Regions from separate parts of the Mus musculus genome. Here region 1 is linked to region 2. A link is a contact called in public Hi-C data. All regions are on one chromosome and are shown on one strand. Each heading gives the region's core, a stretch centred on a gene start, on an enhancer-like site or on the middle of the called end of the contact. The rest is flanking DNA. Distances are from core to core; before and after follow the strand shown.

What was found. Hi-C and Micro-C count contacts between places; a contact is called where the count stands out from the background.
Region 1: a Hi-C map of the G1E-ER4 cell line shows a contact between it and region 2, with 8 times the contacts expected there. The contact joins the promoter of Pde7a here to the promoter of Car2 in region 2. A contact is called at or near these places in 1 of 39 promoter capture datasets (pre-B cells) and 1 of 484 Hi-C or Micro-C datasets (the G1E-ER4 cell line).

Annotation. Positions count from the first base shown.
Region 1 is chr3:19,306,620-19,313,238 of GRCm38.p6, reverse strand. Pde7a (phosphodiesterase 7A) reads left to right here and starts at 1,917. Exons shown (of 13, transcript NM_001122759.2): 1 at 1,917-2,375. The coding sequence starts at 2,238.
Region 2 is chr3:14,883,171-14,889,233 of GRCm38.p6, reverse strand. It overlaps Car2 (carbonic anhydrase 2), which reads right to left and starts at 2,946. Exons shown (of 7, transcript NM_009801.5): 1 at 2,448-2,946; 2 at 1,203-1,400. The coding sequence starts at 2,481.

The DNA of each region.
Region 1 (6,619 bases), core at 668-3,167, 4.4 Mb before region 2:
GCTCTCAAGTCAGACCAGCGTTTACTAAGGAAGTGACTTAGTTTTGGAAAGGGACTGCTCATTTGTATAAATAAGATCAAATTACTATGTGTTGGGTAAAAATACTGTATATAAAATACCTGCCAGGGCTCTTGGCTCAAACAAGGACCCTGAAATAGACCTTACTGGAAATGTACTGTTTAGTTGCCTATTTAGTAGTGAGTCTTATTATTTAATTAATCAAATATTTGGATATTACTAAATGTGGTATATTTTACTCAATGAAATTTTACCAGTATCAACTTTGTGTAGAGGTACTCAAATTTGTTGTTGTTGTTTGAGATAGAATCTCACTATGTAGTCTGCCTGGTTTTGAACTCACTATGATACTTGAGCTTATCTTTAACTCTCAACTCTTCATCGTGTTGCCCTAGCTTTCCAAAGGCAGCGATTACAGGTTTGTACCACCATGTCCGTACATATCACTTGAGGTTAGTTCTTGAGATTTATCTGTCCTAGGTGTAGGGCAAGTTTGTTTCTAGGAATCTACTTCCAATTTAGTCAGCTGATAAACGACTTTCTGAAGACTAAGTGGCCCACAGTGCTCGGTGTAATCCCAAGTGAGATGCTTAACACATCTACTACAGGGACTAATTAGGATTTCAAAAGCAGTGAGATCAGTTGCTGCACTAAAAGAATCTCATTAGTGCTTCTTCATCTAGTGAAGGCAAATTCCATGACACAGAACGGATCGTAAAACATGATGAAGACCTGGCATGTAGAAAATACACAGGGGCACGAGGTTTAAATAATAAAAGAATACACCTTCCACCTTTGTCCGTTTATCTGATCATGTACACTCGGTACTCAATTTATAGCATCATTAAGCCCAGGCTCAGCACTGTACTTCTTCTAAGACCTGCCACCTTGCCAATCTTAAATAACTGGGAGACTAGATGCCCTGAGAAATGATCCAAATCTATTTTGCCAGGGGGCGGGGGTGGGGGTGGGGGTGTGGAGCTCGTTCATGCTAAAAGTATCTGATGCTCAAAGCATCAGAAACAGTCGGCTCCTGCAGAAAAGCTTTGGCAGTTTGGGGCAGAAACTTAAAAGAACAAGCAAATTATATCCTCACCTTACCAAAACAGGTGAAAAGCTCTCTTACATCCTAGCCAGCAAACACTAACAAAGAAGGGCGATGGTTGGCTAGGGGAACTTTTGGTCTCTTTGTCATCTTTGTCTTCCCAATATCGTCATTTCTCATTTTCTTGGTTGCAGAATTTCACTTTTCTCCATCCAAAGACCCTCCTTCTCGCTCGGGAGTTTTTGGTCTTTTTCTGCTCTGCAGGCCCCGAAAGTCTGGGGCCTCACTTGCCAAGGGAAGCCACTGGAACCTTGCCTAGGTAGGGCACGGACGGTGACATAGCGGGAGCACTGAGCCCCCGAGATCTGCTGGCGTCACCGCCGCAGCGGCCTCCCGCGACGCCCTAGTACGGGAATTCCACAGGGGACGCGCGCGGTGCCCCGACGGGCGGAGCACGGAGAGGGCGCCCGGTGCTCTGGGCATTTTGGATCTGTCGGACGAAACAGCGCCGATCCGGTAGGCCGAACAAACTCCGGGTCGGTGCGCCCGAGGATGCCCCACGTAACTCTCCTGCGCACGCGCCGCGGGTTGCGGGGAGGGAGCTGCGGGGAGGCGGGAGGGGCCGGGGGGGCGCGGGGCGCGGCGCGGCGCGGCGCGGCGCCTAGCGCAGCGGACGCGAGCAGCCCTGTCCGGACAGCCGGCGGGCTCCTGGGCGCGGCGGCGGCGCGGGGCGCGGGGCATGCGGCGCGGCGTCGTGACGTCACGGTGGCGGCGGCCGTGGTTGGCGCAGGGTCCGCTGCTGCAAAGTGTGAATTACGCCGGGCTCGCGCCGGCGGCGGAGCGGAGTGAGGCTCGGGGGAGGGGAGGGGGCAGGGCTCCGGCGGCCGAACTGCTCTACGCTCCGCGCCCGTGCTCGCGGCCCGGGCCAGCTCTCGCGCCGCGGAGCGCCTGGGCGGCGGGTTCCCCTTTAACGCCGCCCGCCCGGCTTCCCGAGCCCGCTGCAGCCCTTCCCGCCGCCAGCCGCGCGGAGGGCCGGGAGGCGTCGGCGGCCACTAGCGCCGCCCGCCCCGCGCGCGCCTCGGCCCCGGGTCCCCGCGGCGCGGCCCCCTCGTAGCGCAGGGGCGGGCGACCGCGGACTGGCGGGCGCCGCGCGGATCCAAGGCGGACGTGTTCAATGGAAGTATGCTACCAGCTGCCGGTGCTGCCCCTGGACAGGCCGGTCCCCCAGCACGTCCTCAGCCGCCGAGGAGCCATCAGCTTCAGCTCCAGCTCCGCGCTCTTCGGCTGCCCGCATCCCCGGCAGCTCTCGCAGGTAACCGCCGCCCCGGGGCCCGCAGCTCGGTGCTTTTGTCTTCTGGAGGGACTCGGGCCATTGTTCCCGCCTCGGTAGGCTGGCCTCCCCTTCCCGGAGTCTTTCACCCTCGGCTGTGCTCGGTGCCCCTGGCCTCTGCGACCCTCGCCGCGGCTAACCCGTCACGCCCGCTGGTAGCCCCAAGCCATGACTTTATCCTCCCCTCCTTTCTCTGTGTCTCCTACCAGTTGGGCCTCTTGTCCCCTTAGTCATGACCCTGAGCTCACCTTTTCGCCCCCCACCCCCTAGCCCTCCCCCACACCTGTGCAGGTTCTCGAGCCTTGCAGCGCTGCGGGTGCTGAGTTTCTCAGAACAATAGGCCTAGTGGTCCCATTGTGGTCCTCACCCGAACTGCGAACTGCTGCTTTGTAGGGAAGGGGCCTAGGTGTCAGGAACTAGTGTGCAAAGTTGATGGTTTCCAATCAGTTTTCTCGCTTGATAAAGGCGGCTTTAGTTCAGAAACCACTGATGAGCATTCACAAAGGACTTTGTTTCCGATGGCCCAACACCAGTTGCTGTTGAACATTAAAAAAAAAAAAATTTTTTTCTGTGACGTCCTTGGCTCAGCTCTTTAGTTGGGTTAAATTTGGTTGCCAGATTTAGAATAAAGAGGAAGAATTTTACTTTGTTTACATATGAACCTGGTGCCCTCATTGCCTGCTGCCAGAAGTTCTGTGTTTATGAGATTACTTTTGGGACGGGTACTGGAGGAGTGTGCTTACATTTGCTGGTCTAGACTCCAATCAGTGAGCCTCAGCCATTCATCCATCCATCCATCCATCCATTCATTCGTTTATTTGTGTGCTTGTTTATGGCAGGGCCTTTCTAAATTGTTCAGTCTTGCCTTTAACTCATGATCTTCCTGCTTCAGACTTCCAAGTACCAGGCCTGAGCCATTGCCCTAGGTCCCGTATTCATTTCGTAAAATAAAGTATTCTTATTTTTTTCTATTGCTTAGTATTTCTTTACCCTTTATAGCACACTGTTTCTCCCTTCAATTATATTGTATTATAAGAAAGGAAATTTTAAAGACAGTTAGAATGGACAGCATCTTTTAGAGATTTTGCTTATAGTAGATCGCCAGTAAATTCTATTTGTCATTTGCCTTTTTTTCTTTTTCCTTTTTGGCCTGCAAGATAGAGCAGGAGGTTCTGTGTGAGTTTCCTTTCAAAGAGTTCTTCTTTATTTAAGGTCAGACTCTTCTGATACAAGGTAGTATGCTAAAGAATTCAGTGTAAAATACTAAGTGGAATTTCAAATAATACTTTTGTTACTTTGAAGTGTAGTTTGTGAACTGTATTTTTTATTATTGCTTAACACGTTTTAAAGTTCCAGAATAATATCAAAATATATTAAAGCACTCAGGAGAAGGTTTTCAATAATAGTAATTAAAGGTCTTTAATGGAAGTAACTTTCATTTCTAAATACTGTTTTCTTCCTGAGATCAGCAGACATGACGAACACCCACTTTCACTTACATATAAATAGTAAGGCACACTTTATCTAAAGTTATGAAATATGTGTTACATGTCCCTGCTTCCTGAGAGGGAAGATCAAGGGATTGAAAACAAAACTGACCCCAAGAGCTTTACCTAGTATCTTAATTACCACACAAAAAACAATTTAAGCTTCAGTTTTCTTTGCCCACCCCTAGACTAAGATTAAATGGGTAGTGGAATTTTAAAACTGTGACTGTGGCAACAAACCACAAATTCTATAGAATTACACCGATTTTACTAGCTTTTAAAACTTATAAACAACTTCCAGATCTCCAAGAGAGTATGTGGGAACTCCTTAGGCTGAGACAGAACTTTTCTTAGTGAATACATACCTTTTTCCTGGTGAACATAACAGGGTACCTCACTCGAGCTGACATGGGTTACCATCACTTAGTATCACTTAGTAGTAAATCGTGTAGTGAAACTGAATGCTTTGGGGATAGATGGCAATATGTCATGGGAAAAACGAGGTAGATAATCTTAGAATCTTATTCAGTGCTCTTTAAAACAAGCATTTGGTTGACTCACAAGCTGCCATACCCTTGAATCGTTGGTTCCTAAGCTAAACGTTACAGAATTTGGAAGAAGTTTAGATGGTTTTGTGATTTTATTTAAGAGTCTTAAAAAAAAATGTATTTAAGTTTTTTCTTTAGTTTCTAAGTAGAATTTATTTACAAATTTTCTATTTGAAAATATATTCAAAACTAGTTATCATTTCAGTTCATTTTGACTTCAGTATTAGAGTGCAGTTCATAGTAGGAAATTAATAAATATTTAAGGGAATGAATAGATGAGAGTACCTCAGACTAAGTTGAGTATCAATTTTAAACATGAAACAGTGGTACAATATGTACAGTAATGGCTCATTTATCCAAAATTTGGTTTCAAACATGTAATTGTAGACTAAAAATGACCCAGACAACGTGCAGAAAAATACTGCGCAGATAGCAAAGGCACATGGTACCAGATCACAGAAGCCTGGCCACCCAAGTCCAGTCCTCAGGCACCATATAAAGGCAGTAGAACTGCTTCCATGGTTCTCCTCCAGCCTCCACATGTTAGCTGTAGTATCAAGTCTCAGTCTCTCTCTTTCTCTCTCTCTCTCTCTCTCTCTCTCTCTCTCTCTCTCTCTCACACACACACACACACACAGTCACAATAATAAAACTTAAAACAAGACTCTAAGCAACCAACATAGATCTGGGCATCATCTCAGAGCCAACGAGGCTGAGCAAACTTTTCTAAGCAGCAGGTAATCTGAAATGGAATTACAAGCAGCTATAGGTCATTCACCCTGTAGAAGTGCTAGTTGACAGCTGACATACCACAAGGGAGAGATGGGAAACAAAGTCTCACAAGCTAGCATGATTTTTAAAGGTACTGTAGGGTAGCTTAGGGACTTGAGTATTGTGTAACAAAGTGACTATTTGTTAAAAAATGCTGCATAGAGTCAGATTTTCCAAGATAAAAGATTTATTCTGTTAAAAAAAAAATCTGTGTGGCAGTTAATGTTTTTGTTCAAATGGTAAAGCGTACCTGGTGAAAACCTCTGCAACACTTTTTTAGACATTGACATTGGATCTTAAACCAGTCATATGATACTTTTCAAAGAGCTGTTAGGAGATTCTGAATTACTTGACCAATGAGATTAATAAATGAAACCTATTTGTTGCCGTTTTGAATGCCTGTTACATAGAGGAGTTTAAACATTAGTCTTTCAGAACAAAGTTCATATTTGAAAAAAAAAGGGTATAACTTGTACTGTCTTCACCGTTGATGTTTCATATATTTATGATTCAGTAAATGTGAAAATTGAGGTAATGTGTTAGATTTGGAGGAAGTTAGCGTTATTTGGGAGAAGAGAACCCCCTTTGAGAGAGTACCCCCGCCAGATTAGCCTGTGGGCAGTCTGTGGTGCACTCTTTTTGATTGATGATACATGAGGAAGGGCCCTGTTCACTCTAGGTGGTGCCACTCTTGGACTGATGGTTCTGAGTACTGTTAGGAAGCAGGCTGAGCAAGCCATGAGAATAAGCCAGTAAGCAGCACTCCTCCATGGCCTGTGCAGGTATTCCCGCCTCCGTGCTCTGGCCCAGCCTCCCTGGATGGAGAACTACAAATCAGGTTGCTCTGATCATGTGTTTTATCATAGCAATAGAAAAGATAGAGGTATAGAAACACATTTCATTTGGGTTAGTAATTTGAGGTTTAATTTTTACATCATAAAAGTGTAAGTGTTTTTACTGGACAAAATATTATTTTAGTGAATAAAGTATTAGGATACAGAATATGGATGCAAGCTATTACATATAGTCTCATTTTGTTGTACCAGCTGGTCTAGAACTTACTGTGTGCTTGAAACTGTCTTCACACCTGTAAGCTTTCTGGCTTTGTCTTCAGAACCCCAGGATGAATACCACAACAGCTCTTGTGCAGTGTCGCTCCTCCTCCCCGCCCCGGGTTGGGTTGTTTGAGACAAGGTCTCAGGTAGCCAGCCTAATCTTGAACTTACTGTATAGCTGAGGAGTTTGAACTTATGTTTCTCCTGCTTTTATTTCTGAAGTTCTGGAATTGCAGTAATGCAACACTGTGTGAGAATGAGTTTTTCAAATATACTATTTCATACAAGGAAAAACCCACATAAACTCTTGTAAATACCGAACCCTAAGACTCCTTGTATTCTAAGGAAATTTTGTAGAAAATTTA
Region 2 (6,063 bases), core at 1,697-4,196:
CCTAGCTTCCTCCAAACTGACCAACCCTGAATGACTTGTCAGGTTCGAAAACCCCTGCACTGGAGAAGAGATTTTTTTTTTTTCTTTTTCGAGACAGGGTTTCTCTGTGTAGCCCTGGCTGTCCTGGAACTCATTCTGTAGACCAGGCTGGCCTTGAACTCAGAAATCTGCCTGCCTCTGCCACCCTAGTGCTGGGATTACTAAAAACCCACCTTTCTTCAGCTGTTAATTCTGACTGAGGTATTTGAGATTTCTCTGCTGCTTTTGAAACATAATGGCCCGCCTGATTGTAATACTTTAATTATACATTATATAGCATGCTATTATTCAGCATGGTCATTAGCTCCAACTCTGACAGCAATAGTAGCTGTTTCCTCTGTCTTTGTCCTTTCCCTCTAAAATACCCCTTCCTCCAATCCACTAGCAAACAATGTGTTTACAGGCCCATTTCATTCAGCGACCTTCAAAGGAAAATATTCAGGAAAATAGGACACTGGCAATTAAGTCAACCAGCAGGCCGTAAAGGCAGCCACTGTGTCTAAATGGGACTGGGTCTCCATTTTCTAAATAAAGAAGAAAGCATTCACCAGCATCCTGTCAGCAGGCCCTATTACAAATAAATTATGGTAATTGGATTTTTTTTTTTTCAGTAACTGCCTAAGCATATCCAAACAACTCTGAAAAATCTTCACTGTGGAATAAATTTTTGAACGAGATACTTATATCTTTATATACTCACCCTATGTCAACACTGACAAATACAAACAATATTTACCAAGAGCTTCAACCTTTTAAATATTCAGATTATGATCACTTTCTGCGCTACTGACTTGAAGGCAGTACACATTAGGTCATACCTACTGAGGATAGCTCTCATCTAGGAGGACAAATGTGTTAAAGGGAATCTTAAAAGTTTAAAATTTCGTGAATTCCCTGGTTTCTGTATTGCTAAAGACCTGACTTGCTTTCTGTGACATCCCACAGGCACCTTGCCTGATGCCCTACATATCTGACAGTCCCTGAGGACACTTCACAGTAATTAGCCTACTTCTAGGACCTATGAAAGAAATCAGAGTGACATCTCAGCTTTCGGACACAAATTGTGGTGGCAGGGACCTCCTGCCGGTGTCCCTGTATTTTCCATTAAGACCGAAAATAACTATTGGCTAAAAAGCCCGATGGATGTTTTCCTAAACACTGACCTGCATTGTCCTGAGAGTCATCAAACTCAACGTTAAAGGAGTGGCCGTTGTTGACAATGCTCTTGGACGCAGCTTTATCATAAGATATGAGCAGAGGCTGTAGGGCAGGGTCATGCTGGGCAGTTGCTGTGTCAATGTCCACAGGGGACTGCCGGTCTCCATTGGCAATGGGGAAGTCCTTGTGCCAGTTCTCTGGTCCTAGAGATGAGAAGAGAGCTGTTAGGTCATTGCTGTGGGAAGGGAGACACCAGCCACCGGAAGCCACTGGTGTTTCTAGACAGTCTGCTCAGTTCAACATTCGGAGGTGATACTAACTTAACATTTAGGAAAACAAAATGTGCCTCAGTCCTTTTATTTGTAACATGGGGTAATAATATTCCAAGTCTACCTCATAAGGCCAACACGAAAATTAGAGTCAATATACATCTATTTCTTAACATTGTCAGACAAGCGTTAGCAATTTTGAGATCTTTTCACTCAAATTCGGTGACTAATACTAGACAGAACTACTGAAAACAGAGTGGTCTGACTGGGGATATAAGCCCTCTTGTGACTGAGTTTGGAACATAGATTCTAAGGCATTATAACAGGTCTGAGAACCTCGTGCTGCCACACTAGGTGACAGTAAAGACCGTATAGACCAAAACTCAGGCTCAGGCCCCTCCTTTAGAACTATCTTTGCTGGGAAGTTCACACAACCACAAGCCAGTGCACCTTCTTTTCCCCTCAGATGGCGTCATATACCAAGGCCTTTGATCTGGAAGACGTCTAGGTATCTGCGATTGACCTTCTAACACTAGAAGTTGAAAGATGCATGGAAAACTCGCAATTAGACCCAAACGGGCTCCAGAAGATGCCACAACAAAGTGCGCTGGGAATCTTAGCCACAGTGCAGCAGATACAGACGTGAAGGGGACAAGTGTTTCCCCTTAACCTTTCTGCTACACACAAGTAAAATGTTAGTTACAACCCTTGCTCGATTCTGCCTAGGTTAGCCTTGGGTGACCGGCTGTGGTCCCGATAGGTATTGTCGTCGGGTGTTGCGTTGGGTTATCCCTCCCAACCCCTGTGCGCGGCCAAGCAAGTTTGAGATCAGATCCTAGAGAGCGCTCTGAGTCGGGCGCCAGGGACGTACCAGAGCGGAGACCCGGCATCCAAGCTGCGCTCCGGGATCTGCGGAGCGAGGCAGGTGCCTGAGCCGAGACCCGGAGCGCGCGGCCCGGAGCGCGCGGCCTCCCCACTCACCGTTGTGCTTGCTGTATCCCCAGTGGTGGGACATGGTCACGCCGGTGATTGGGGCAGAGCAGAAGTTGTCGTCCGTCTAGCGGTCCTGCAGTGTGTGTCGCGGGTCGCACCGTCCGGCTTTTATAGGCTCCCGCCAACTTGGTGCTCTGGGCGGCCCAGGGGAGGGACCGAGTGGACCTGAGCAAGGGGAGGAGACCGTGGAGGTGGCGGACGGAGGTGACAGGCAGAGGTGACAGGCGGAGGCCTCGGTGTTCGAGGGCCCCCGCACCTTGCTTGGGGCGGGGCGCCCTCCGGCTGCTCTCCGCTTCTGCGTCCGACCCGCTCTGCAGCAGCTGCGCGCTCTCCAGCTCGCCCCGGCGCTGCGCAGCCTCGCGGGCCGGCGCCCCTACTCCCCAGCCCCATTGTGAGCACCGACCTGGTCACCCGCCCGCACAGCGGGGCTCCGCTTCCCAGAGCTGGCGGGCCAGCCGGCCACCCGGCCGCGGCCCGCACGCACGCGGCTGCGGAGTTTGACCTTGGGCGGGGAGCGTCCTAGAGGCTCCGGGAGCGGGGATCCTGGAGCCGGGAGCGGGAAGCGGGGGGGCCCCCTGCTGCCGGGCTGCGGGAAGACGACCCGGCTTTGCCGCCAGGGCGCCCTCCAGCTTCCCGCTTGCTCCACAAATTAACCCTAGGCACCGAACTGTTGATGTAACATAACCAACAATTCTCAAAAATCGCTTTGCTTTTTGGAATTGGATTTTAAAAATGTCTTCCAAGGAGATGAGAACTTCCCCTTCCTGGCAAAGGAATTTGTATTTGACAAGCCGAAACCAACCCCCCCCCCCCAAAACAAAACAAAACAAAAAACACAAAACTTAAAAAATAGAAAAGAAAGGTAGCTGTATGGCTTCCCAGGGACCGTGGGTGTCCCGGGGACACACCTTTCAATGTTCTTTTTGTGTATTTTTATTTAAACATTTCTCTTCACCTAACACTTTTTTTCTTATTTGACTTTGAGAACAATTTTTTTGTATTGAATCTATTGTGGACCTGAGGCCATATTATTTAGAATTCAAATTGAGAAGGGTACAGTTTTTTTGTGTTTCTATGGAGGCACCTAGACATCACATTACCTATATATTAGAATCTATGTGTAAGTATAATGAAAAATATCTGACTACATTTTAAGTGTTCTCAGACTCATCATGTGCCTTTATTTCACCCAGTGCCACACAAAGATGATGCACATGTAGATCTCCTTGTTCTTATACTAAGACTCAGAAAATTATGGTCTTCTCTATACAAGACTCTTCAGGTTGATGTCAAAAGAAATTTTTGATGAAGAATGTTTTATAGGACCATTACAAAGTGCAATTCACAAATAGTCCCTTGCATCTGTGACACTAGAGATGCACAATTTGCTAGGGGTTTCCCATTTCCTGTTCCATTACTACCGTGCGTGGAATAAGAACAGATTTTGATGAAGTGCTTCTCAAGGCTTCAGACCCCACCAATTCTGGTTGCAGCTACGGGAATCCTCATCCTGTCTGGTACGTTTTAGTGGGAGCCAGGCTCCTGCTAGGGAGTCTCCTTGCCCACCTTTGGACAGTCAAGAGAGCATCAGGTATTATATCTCATATTCATTTTCTTTTCAAATTACAGAGGCTGTAGGCATTTTCTTTCTGTCAGGTCTTCATGATGGAGATGACTTCATAGTATCATGTGGATCAGTCACTGTCTAGCTCTGCTGTACTGGGGACATTCCTCCCAGGCAGTCATTCACTGGCTGCCAGATAGTAACACTGGGCTTGTAAAAATAAAACCAATGCTTATGTATTCATGTTTTTAGAGGGAAGAAATGTACTTCCTTCTAACCCAGGAGGTGGGGGAAATTTATGTATATATGTATGTATATTCATATGTACATATACATATTCATATGTACATATACACACATATATTCATATATATGGGTATATATAACATAATCAGAAAAAAAACATATAAAGTTACTAAGACATGTTCCAATTATGATAACAAAAAGTCTTTGAGATAAATCAGAACAAAATTTTAAAACAAAATGACAAAGCATTTGATTTACACTAAATCTAGCTAGTTAATATATTTTACAAAGAAATATATGATTTATTCAATAATTAATGAAATAAGTAGATAGTTTCATAGTCATTAAAGTATTAAGTTTTTAGTGAGACTAACAGCCATTCACTTCTTAGGACTCCTAGAGTCCTGTATGTAGACATGTCCCTAGCCTACTGTCTATGATGCAGTTTTCTAAGCTGATAGAACTATTTAATCATCAGTTTGTAAACCATCATCCTAATTTGCTGTTGCTTGCTCATGTGGGAAGTGAGAATAATTACACCCAGTTAGGACTGTTGTAAGAATTAAGTTAGTGAGTGCACATTAATCACCTGCCACCTGAAGCCATCAGAAAATTACGGCTTTGAAGTTTATCCTAAACAGAGCTGTATAAAACACAATGCAAACTATATCAAAAGTAAGCATCTGGCCAAAGAGAAAGCCTCCAGCTGACAGCTGACTGGGATATATATATATATATATATATATATATATATATATATACACACACACACACACACACACACACATATATATATGTATATATATATATGTGTATATATATATATATATATGCTTTCAGCATGTACCCTAAGGTGACTCTGAATTAAGTTTCAGCATGTCACCCATAATACTAAGATAATAATGGTATTCATATCATAAGGTCATGGTGAAAACTAGGTGCCATAACATGTAAAAAAAGGCTTGACATTATGCCAACAATTATGGCTTATTAAATATGAGTTATCATTTTTACAATTGTATTAATTGAGCTACTACTAAGTGCTACATATTTTCCATATGTTGGGGGGCTACATAAGGTAAACCCATTCACTTCCCAAGATCTCAAGTGCTACTTTGGGCCGCTACCATGTCAACTTGATGCCGATCTTCTTGGAGTCCATGATGAGTGGATGTGGAGGCTGTAGGGAACAGTGAGCAAACACAAGCAAGGTGAATTCCAGCCGTGCCAATGAGTGTGAAGCTCGAGAGCCAGGGATGAGGCAGAGTGGCACAGGATAAGAGGCCACTCTCACACCGAGAGTCCTAGAAGCCCTGCTGAAGGAAGCCCTTAAAGAACCAGTAAGGAAGGACCAGGAACAGAACAGCTCACATACAAGAAGTCAGTATAAAAGCCTGCTCAAAGAAGTTTCTAGCTTTATCACTGGGATGAAGAAAAAGAAGACAAGCAGTGACATCAGCCAGGCAGGACTTGCAGCCAGAAGGGCAGTACAGACCACTGTACCAAGGAGAGGTTTTCTGTTTAAGTGTACAAGGAAGCCAGGGGACAGATGCAAAGGAGAGAATAACACAGACTAGAACTAAGACAATTAGGAGCTTTAGGCAATCTAATTCATCTCTTCATTTTACAGACAAGACGGAGGGTCTGGGTGACTCTTGCTACCTGTGCCTTTCTGTGTGTCTTTCTAAGAATTACTTCCAGAAAAAGATCCAAGTCCCTTTGATATGGAAACTCTGGCTCTGGCTTCCCTTTTGGCCTGTGAACCTACCAGCATTCCTCTTAAGGAATGAGAGC